Regions from separate parts of the Sus scrofa genome. Here region 1 is linked to region 2. The links are chromatin contacts, called in public Hi-C maps. All regions are on one chromosome and are shown on one strand. The core of a region is the stretch at or near the end of the contact, and the rest is flanking DNA. Distances in the headings are between cores, read along the strand shown.

The links. A called contact is a pair of places that touch in the nucleus more often than the background predicts.
Region 1: a Hi-C map of alveolar macrophages shows a contact between it and region 2, with 2.2 times the contacts expected there. The contact joins two enhancer-like sites. A contact is called at or near these places in 2 of 5 promoter capture datasets (fetal liver and liver), 20 of 47 Hi-C or Micro-C datasets (alveolar macrophages, blood, embryonic fibroblasts and 10 more) and 2 of 2 datasets of contacts at active chromatin or transcription factors (alveolar macrophages and skeletal muscle).

The regions. Positions count from the first base shown.
Region 1 is chr6:98,871,322-98,876,258 of Sscrofa11.1, reverse strand. The region is part of intron 1 of LOC110261167 (a long non-coding RNA gene); the gene reads right to left. Among named protein-coding and RNA genes, the nearest start is that of NDUFV2, 21 kb to the right of the region's middle. Within about 2 kb of position 2,283, at least 11 of the 83 cell types and tissues checked have an H3K27ac peak or open chromatin away from gene starts, as enhancers often do. A contact at or near this core is called in alveolar macrophages, where this site is marked.
Region 2 is chr6:98,792,377-98,796,758 of Sscrofa11.1, reverse strand. The region is part of intron 1 of ANKRD12 (ankyrin repeat domain-containing protein 12); the gene reads left to right. Among named protein-coding and RNA genes, the nearest start is that of ANKRD12, 20 kb to the left of the region's middle. Within about 2 kb of position 1,623, at least 1 of the 83 cell types and tissues checked has an H3K27ac peak or open chromatin away from gene starts, as enhancers often do. A contact at or near this core is called in alveolar macrophages, where this site is marked.

The DNA of each region.
Region 1 (4,937 bases), core at 1,034-3,533, 79 kb before region 2:
CACTGCCTCACCCCAGAAATTTCATCGCTGCTGCTGTGTCTCTCAAAGGGGTGCAGGTGATGTAGGTGAGGAGCCTGGTCCTGGAAACAGAGCAAGTGTTAATCCCCTTCTGCCCAGGGACCCTGCCACCCCGTATAGATTCACCCACATTCTCACCAAGATAGAAATAGACACTGAACTCTTCCTAAAAGTGCTTTTGTAAACATTTCACAATACACCCTTTGTAGAGAAGGACAATGGTGTCCAGTGAACCAAGCCCAACCGGGGAAATCATAATTCCTCACCCGAAATCCTGCTCTGCTGGTGCTGAGCAAGCTGATGCCACAGTCCTCTAATCTGTAAAACAGGGCTGGTGACCATCTCTGTCTACAAGGGACAGTTACTTTGCTGTGTTAGTGGAGGAGCTAACAGAGCCCTGGGGAAAGGACACCACTGTCGGCTGGAGCCATTTAGACTAACCCACCCATATGCCCACAGTTGTCCCAGGAGGCCGGCCCTTGCCGCCTCCCTGCCAAGGGGAGCCCTGTGGGGCTGAGGTCCGCATCACGGACAGTCTGTGGGCAGGGCTGCGGCTGCCCAGACTCAGCATGGGAACCACTAATTACGTCTTGCTAGCTCAAAACCTATTGTTAACCCTGGGAGAGGCTGTGGGCTTCATGTCTCTGTTTAGCCCCTTGCTTTTGTTCTCTTTTGTCACCCTGGGTTTTAGGAAGATCCCACAGGAACTGGCTTGATGGGGTGCAGAGAGGGTTTCTCAATCCGCACCCTGCGAAGGATTAAAGGCGCCCAGAGACATAAACTGAAGTACCAGCAACTTTTAAATTTTAATTAAAATTTTCTTGAGCCTTCTTCCCAAGCTCTGTGAGAGGTGTGATGGTCTCCCCAGATTGACTTATTAATTCTTGAGATTTTATAGACTTGCTCTCACATCCAGTTGCAAAATCCTGCCGTTGTTGAACTCGCATCTCTCTTGTCGGCATCTTGTCTCTGCTTTGGAATTCAGCCTCTTTCTTCTCCCTCCCCCATGACGACTTTCCCAAGCAAAGCCTGTGAAAGCCCACCTCCCTCTTGAACCTCCTCTTTCCCTTCTTCTCTCTTGACTCCCAAACTCTGCCGGATGTTTAGATTCGGATTGGTTTAGCTATGACTTGACTGCCTTTCCACTCCCAAGTGGATAATCAAGGTATTTTTCTAAACAAAGGTGGTTGTTGAGAGGAAGTCTGATGCAAATTCTTTGAAATGTATATATACTTCTATATTCATATGTATACACATATGTTCATATACACAAATACACATGTATACACACATAATACATGCACACTTATACATACATCCTCCGTGAACGTTATACACAATACATTGAAATAAATAATTACATGACTGTGTATAATTACATACATAGCAGCCACTATCTGTACACACACACACATATATATCCTACAACATATGTCTACACAGATCTGATCTACCTTCACTAAGGAACTGGTGAACTCCAGCCTCTGCCTGCTCCTGTTGGAATCGTATCCTCATCTTTTTATTTCTGCATCTCACAGATCCTGCTCTTTGATTGAAACGGATCCCGACCAGTTTGCACTGTTCGGTTTAGAACACAGGAGACTGGAGCTCTCTGTTCAGTCCCTCATTTGTTCAACCACACATCCACTCAACAGGCGATAACACAGCCCCCATGACAGCCCTGGGGTGGGATCCTATAAACGAAAAGTGATGTAAAGGAGGGAGGGGCCCCTGTCCTCAGAGACTTGAAATCCTGCTGCATGTGTGGCCCTTCACACACAAAACCAAGCATCCTCACATGCAGTTCTCATCAGAGGAACAACAAATTGGAGCACAGAGCTGGAGTCTTATAGTGCACAGCAGCGCTGCTGTTTCAGCAGAACTAGCAGGAGGGAAAAAGCCACTGTGGTCAAAAGAAACTGCTGGCTTATGGATTTTTTTTTTTTAATTACAATTTGCATGCTCTTGTAACAGCATTAGTTCTGCTTAGATGGCAGAGTGGCTTGTCTTAGGCCTGTTTAAAAAAGAGGTCAGGTGAAATGACTGTCGTAACAGCACCAAGCTAGTTGAAAACCACTGTGTCTTTCAGATGAGATGAAAAAAAACATACTCTGGAAATTCTTTCCCCACTAAACATCCCTTGAAGTCGTCTCAGAGACACACACAGAGGTGACGTCTTCTTCTCTCCCGAGTAGAGTCCTCAAGGAAAACAGCTTCCCAGCTCTGGGTGGTGGACCAGCCAAGTGCTCCAGCCGCCTGGGTCACTCTGATGTCTGCTACACGGCTGTGTTTGCGGTGAGGGACTTAACCCTTGTGTGGCACTTCCCATCTCTCCCCTCTAGTTCTGCAATTTTAACTGAACTCTACACTGAATCATCTAATCATTTATAACAGTTTTAAACACTTTGACACAGAAATTAGTAATGGCTGGATATATATGCAGAAATCCATGCCATGTTTGTTGCAGGGCCTCTTCATAAAAGCTGAGTAACTTTAATCCTATGTGCTGACAAAGATGATCTATATATGCCCTTGATCATTTTTTTAATTCAAAAATCAAATGTATACTTAATATAACCATAGAGGAATTTACATATGAGTTTCATGACAAATAGCAAGTCTTAAGATACTGAAGGGTGATATTCGTGAATGCAGAGGAAGGATGTGATGGCCTGTTTCTTGACAGTAGTGGCATTTGGTAAATGACTCCAAAATAGAGTGGTGCAGGTATTCATTCACCTTCCATCAAGTTCATTAGAGCCTTTCTAGGAACCGGTTCTGCTTTTCCGGAAAACTTCTGTGACAAAATTAAAGTTATTTGCTAGAGGCAATATTGGTGGTCTTAATTTGAAAACATTTAGCAAGATGAACCTAGCACACTGAATATGACGCTATGAGACGCTGACTTGTGCCTCGGTTTCAAAAACTGGCAATTCTTAGCGTTATACTCCCCCAGACTGCAGAGAACTGGCTGTTTCTGGGAATTCCTAACTTCTCACATGATGCTTCTTTTTACTGTTTACTTAGTCACACTGCTCAATGAAATGAGGGAATTACGTTCTAACTTGAACATCCTTTGTGTTTATATATAGATACACACACTTTTATTTTTTATTTTTTTTTAGGCCCGTACCCGAGGCATATGGGAGGTCCCAGGCTAGGGGTCGAATTGGAGCTGCAGCTGCCAGCCACAGCCACAGCAACGCCAGATCCAAGCCGAGTCTGTGGACTTACATCACAGCTCACGGCAATGCTAGATCCTTAACCCAAAGAGTGAGGTCAGGGATTGAACCCGCATCCTCTTGGTATTAGTCAGGTTCATTAACCCCTGAGCCATGACAGGAACTCCAAAGCAGATATTTCAAATTCTATAAATTATATCCAGATCCAGTATTAATCCTTTTTTAAAATTTGTTATTTTTACATATTTTTTATTTTTATTTATTTATTTATTTTTTTGTCTTTTTGCTATTTCTTTGGGCCGCTCCCGTGGCATATGGAGGTTCCCAGGCTAGGGGTCGAATCAGAGCTGTAGCCACTGGCCTACGCCAGAGCCACAGCAACGCGGGATCCAAGCCGCGTCTGCAACCTACACCACAGCTCATGGCAACGCCGGATCGTTAACCCACTGAGCAAGGCCAGGGACCGAACCCGCAACCTCATGGTTCCTAGTCGGATTCGTTAACCACTGCACCACAACAGGAAACTCCATATATTTTTTTAAAGATTACCTTCCATTTACAGTTATTATAAACTATTGGCTGTGTTCCCTGTGTTGTATGTACAGTGAGTTGTATGTACAATGTGTTGTATGTACTTGAACCTGTCTTACAACTAATAGTTTGTGCATCCTGCTCCCCACCCCTACACGACCGCTCCCCCTCCCCCATTAGTTTGTTCTCTATATCTGTGAGACTGCTTCTTTTGTGTTATATTCTCTAGTTTTTTGTATTTTTTTAGATGCCACATATAAGTGATATCATATTTATCCTTCTCTGTCTGACTTATTTTACTAAGCCATCTAAGGATGGCCCTCCAAGTCCATCCATATTGGTGCAAATGGCAAAATTTCTTCTTTTTATGGCTGAATAGTATTCCACTGTGTGTGTGTGTGTGTGTGTGTGTGTGTGTGTGTGTGTGTGTACATACATCTTTATCCATTCATCTGTTGATGGAACTTAGGTTGTTTCCATGTCTTTGCAATTGTAAATAATGCTGCTATGAACATTGGGGTGCATGTATCTTTTCAAGTTAGTGTGGAGGTTTTTTGTTTGTTTGTTTGGATGTATACACAGGAGTGAAATTGCTGGGTCATATGGTACTTCTATTTTTAGTTTCTTGAGAAACTTCCATACCGTTTTCCACAGTGGCTGTAGCAATTTACATTCCTACCAATAGCGTAGGAGGGCTCCCTTTTCTCCACATCCTCGCCAAAACTTGTCATTTGTGTTCTTTTTGATGATGGCTGTTCTGACAGGTATGACATGATATCTCATTGTGGTTTTGATTTTCATTTCCCTGATAATTAGTGATGTTCTAGTATTAATTCTTTAAGTTGGCCTGAATGCTGGAATGTCCTCTCCTTTTGTGATGCTATGTCATAAACAAGAGAGGTAAACAGGGGCTCTCGATAAATGATGTTGAAAAAATCAGGAGTGGCTCTCCTGGGCATTAGGATTTCAGGTGACTTTTGATGTTTAAGAAACTAGTTGAATTCTAACAGTGAGCCTGAATTGTTCATGTAATCAGAAAGATATTTGTAAATAAATAAAATTAGATCCTTACCTAACACTCTTTGCACAGAGAAGTTCCAGAAAGAATAAAGACCAAAGTGTGTGAAGCCAAACTTTTATACTATTAGAAAAAAATGTGCAGATTATTTTCAAGAACTTGAGTTAAGCAGAATTTCTTAAGCCAGA
Region 2 (4,382 bases), core at 374-2,873:
CTCCTGTCACATGCAGAAATCAGCTTGAAATAGATTAAAAGCTTAAATGCAAGGCCTGAAACTGTAAAATTCCTACCCCCCAAAAAAAGGAAAAAATAGGGAAGAAGCTCCTTGACATTGTTCTTAGCAGTGGTTTCATGGATGTGACACCAGAAGCATGGGCAACTGTGGTAAAAATAACTGCATCAAATGAAAAAATCTGCACAGCAAAGGAAACAATGAAAAGGCAACCTACGGAATGAGAAAAAAATTTGCAAAACATACAAGAGGTTAATAGCCAAAAAATAAAAAGTCGGAGTTCCCATTGTGGCACAGCAGAAATGAACCCGACTAGGAACCACAAGGTTGCGGGTTCAATCCCTGGCATTGCTCGGTGGGTTAAGGATCTGGCGTTGCCGTGAGCTGTGATGTAGATCGCAGATGCGGCTCGGATCTGGCGTTGCTGTGGCATAGGCCAGTGGCTACAGTTCCGATTAGAGCCTTAACCTGGGAACCTCCATATGCCGTGGGTACCGCCCTAAAAAGGAAAAAAGACAAAATAAATAAAAAGTACCACTCAGTAGCAAAAAAAAAAAGCTTCAACAATGGGCAAAGGACCTGAACATTTTTTTCCAAAGAAGACATAGAGCCAAGAGTATGAAAAGGTGTATTGACCACAGTAATAATGAAAATGCAATTCAAAAACACAATGAGGTGCCTCATGCCTCTGAGGGTAACTATTACCAAAAAGACAGGAGATAGTAATAGTTGGTGAGGGTGTAGCAAAGAGTCCCTTTCATGATGTTGGTAAGAATGTAAATTGGTACAGCCACTATGGAAAACAGTATGGAGGTTCCTTAAAAAATTAAAAGTAGTACTGCCATCTGATCCAGCAATCCCACTTTCAGGTATATATCCAAATAAAATGAAATTAGTATTATCTGGATTCCCATGTTCATTGCACCTGTACTCACAGTGGCTAAGGTATGGAATCAACCTGTTGATGGATGAATGGATAAAGAAAATGTTGATCCTTGAATGGCATGAGGGGTGGGGACACGAATCCTCTGTGCAGTCGAAAATCTATAACCTCACAGTTGGCCCTCTGTGTCTGTGGTTCCACATCCTCCGCTTCATCCAACAAGGAGTCATATAATAATGTAGTATTTACTGAAAAAAATCGGTATATAAGTGTTCCATCGCAGTTCAAACCTATTGTTCAAGGGTCAACTATATATAATTACAATGTCATTTAACCATTAAAAAAAATCCTGCCATTTGCCACAATAGGGTTGAACTTGGAGGATGTGCTAAATAAGTAAAATAAGCCAGGCAGAAAGATAAACACTGTATGATCTAACTTATGTGTGAAATCTAAAAAGGTTGAATTCATAGAAGCAAGAAGTAGAGTGGTGGCTGCCAGAGCCTGGCAAGTGGGGGAATTGGAAAAAGGCTGGTCAAAGGATACAGACTTTCAGTTATAAGATGAATATGTTCTGAGACTCTTAACTATGGTATGGTTACTATGGTTAGTACTCTATTCTATACTTGAAATTTGCTGAGTGGATTTTAAGTGTCCTTAGCACACACAGAAAATGCTCTGTGAGGAGATGACTATGTTAGCGTGGTTGTGCTAATGCTTTCGCAATGTATATACTTACAGTCACATTGTATATCCTAAATATATACAATTTCCCCCTCAATAAAGCTGGGGAGAAAAGTGATGAGAGTGAACTTCCTTGCCTCATTCTTAATCTTAGGAGGGAAAGAAAGCATTCAAGTTCTGTTCTATTACTAGTTCGCTGAGAGTTTTGTCAATAATGGATGTTAAATTTTATCAGATGGTTTTACTGTAACTGTTGAGATGGTTATTTCTCCTAGTCTGTTAATATAATGAATTACGTAGATTTTCAAACATTTAGCTGTCCTTGAATTCCAGGTATTAAATCCCACTTGGTCATGATGTATTATCCTTTTTTATGTAGTAGATTTCATTTGCTAATACTTCATTGATTTTTTTTTTCTTATGTGATTATGAGATATATTTGTCTATGGTTTTCTTGCAAAAGACTATTCTGGTTTTGGTATCAGGGTATTGATGGCCTCATTAAATATGTTCTCTTTCCTTTTTAGCAGAGTTTGTTGTAGGTTTGTTATTATTTCTTATGTGCTTTGTAGAATTCACCATTGATGCCATCTGGAGTTTTCTTTGCTTTTCAATATGAAATCAGTTTCTTTCATAAATATTGAGCTATTGGCATGATTTCTTCAGTTAGCTTTGCTGTTGTGTGCCTTTCAAGGAGTTAGTATATTTCATTTAATTTGTTGAATGTATTGGTATAAAGTTTGTAATATTCCATTATTATCCTTTATATATTTGTAGGATCTGTAGTGATATTCTTTCATTGTGTATTTTGATTATGTAGCTCTTATATTTTATTTCTAATAGGTCTAGCTGAGAGATAAGTTTTTTTTTTAAAGAACTAGTTTTCAGCCTCATTGATTTTTCTGTTTTTTTTTAAATTTGGATATATTCTTATTATCTTTCTATAATAGATTCTGATTTAATTTCTTTATTGTGTAAGAACAAACTTTGTGTGATTTTAATTATTTTAAATTTATTAATGTTTGTTTATGACCCATGATGTGACTTATCTTGGTATGCCCTTGAAAAGAATGAGTATCATTCTGTGTGCCCTTGAAAGGAATGAGTATTATTTTGCTGCTTGTTTTGCAGATTTTTCTATTAATGTCAATTAGAGCCAATCACTTTCTTTTTTTGTTTGTTTGTTTGTCTTTCTGCCTTTTCTAGGGCTGCTTCCCACAGCATATGGAGGTTTCCAGGCTAAGGGTCGAATTGGAGCTGTAGCTGAGGGCTTTAGCCACAGCCACAGCAACACCAGATCTGAGCTGTGTCTGCGACCTACACCACAGCTCACGGCAACACTGGATCCTTAACCCACTGAGCAAGGCCGGGATGGAACCCGCAACCTCATGGTTCCTAGTCGGATTCATTAACCATTGCGCCACTATGGGAACTCCTAGAGTCAGTCACTTTGAATTGATGACATTTTTTTCAGTTCTTTTATATCCTTGTTGATTTTCTGCTTTCTGAGTGGGTGAAGACTCCAGTTGTAACCATCAGTTTGTTTATTCCTGCTGTCAGTCTCATTGGTTTTGCTTCCTGTACTTTGAAGCTCTGTTGCTAGTTGCATACACATTTAGTGAACTGGTCCTTTTATCAATATATAGAATGTAATGTCCCTCTTTGCTTTGAGATCTGTTTTGTCTGAGATTAATTATTCCAGCTTTCCTTTGGTTATGCTTGTATGACATAGCTTTCTCCATTCTTTCACTTTTAATCTACTCATATTATATTTGAAGTGAATTTCTTATTACTTGTTTAGAGTTTGGTCTTTTTTTTTCTTTTCTTTCTCTCCTCTGACAATTTTTTTTTTTTTTTTTTTTTTTTTTTTTTTTTTGTCTTTTTGCCATTTCTTGGGCCACACGTGTGGCATATGGAGGTTCCCAGACTAGGAGTCAAATCGGAGCTGTAGCTGCTGGCCTACGTCAGAGCCACAGCAACATAGGATCCGAGCCGCATCTGCGGCTTACACCACAGCTCATGGCAACACCAGATCCTTAACTCACTGAGCAAGGCCAGGGATCGAACCCGCAACCTCATGGTTCCTAGTTGGATTTGTTAACCACCGAGCCATGACAGGAACTCCTGACAATCTCTTTTTTAATTGGTATGTTTAAACAATTTGCATTTTATAGAATTATTGCTGTGTTTGGGATTAGGTCTATCATTTTATTACTGTTTTTTTTGTTCCCTCTATTTTTCATTCCTCAGTATTTCTTTTTCTCCCTTCTTTTGGGTTATCTGTACATTTTAAAATAATTTGAGTTTAATTTACCTAATGTAATTTTTATTATTGCTTTGTGTAGTGATTGTTCTAGTGATTACATTGTATATTGTGGGCCCAAAACTTTATTATACATCAAATGCTTAGTCGACTAAAGTAGTATTTTTGAAATCCAGTTGTGATTTTTTTGTTAGTGCTGAAATTTTCTGAATAAAGTTATTGAAAAATAATATAAACTTTTTCTAACATACAGTCTATTAATATATTATTGCCATGTGTAATTTTCTCAAAAAATACATATGACACTCCTACATTCTCCAGTGACTTGCTCTGTCTTCATAGTCTCGCCTAGGTTAATGCCTATCGATACCATACACCTCAGTTTTGCTTCTGAGTCAGAATTTTTATTTATATATGACTTGTAACTCCAACTCTGTAAGCTTTATACGAGCTAGCTTTTAGGAGAGTGCTAAGTTTAAATGATTCTGCTTATGTGATAGTAGTTGAAACAGTTAAATGACCCCAAAGAAAACT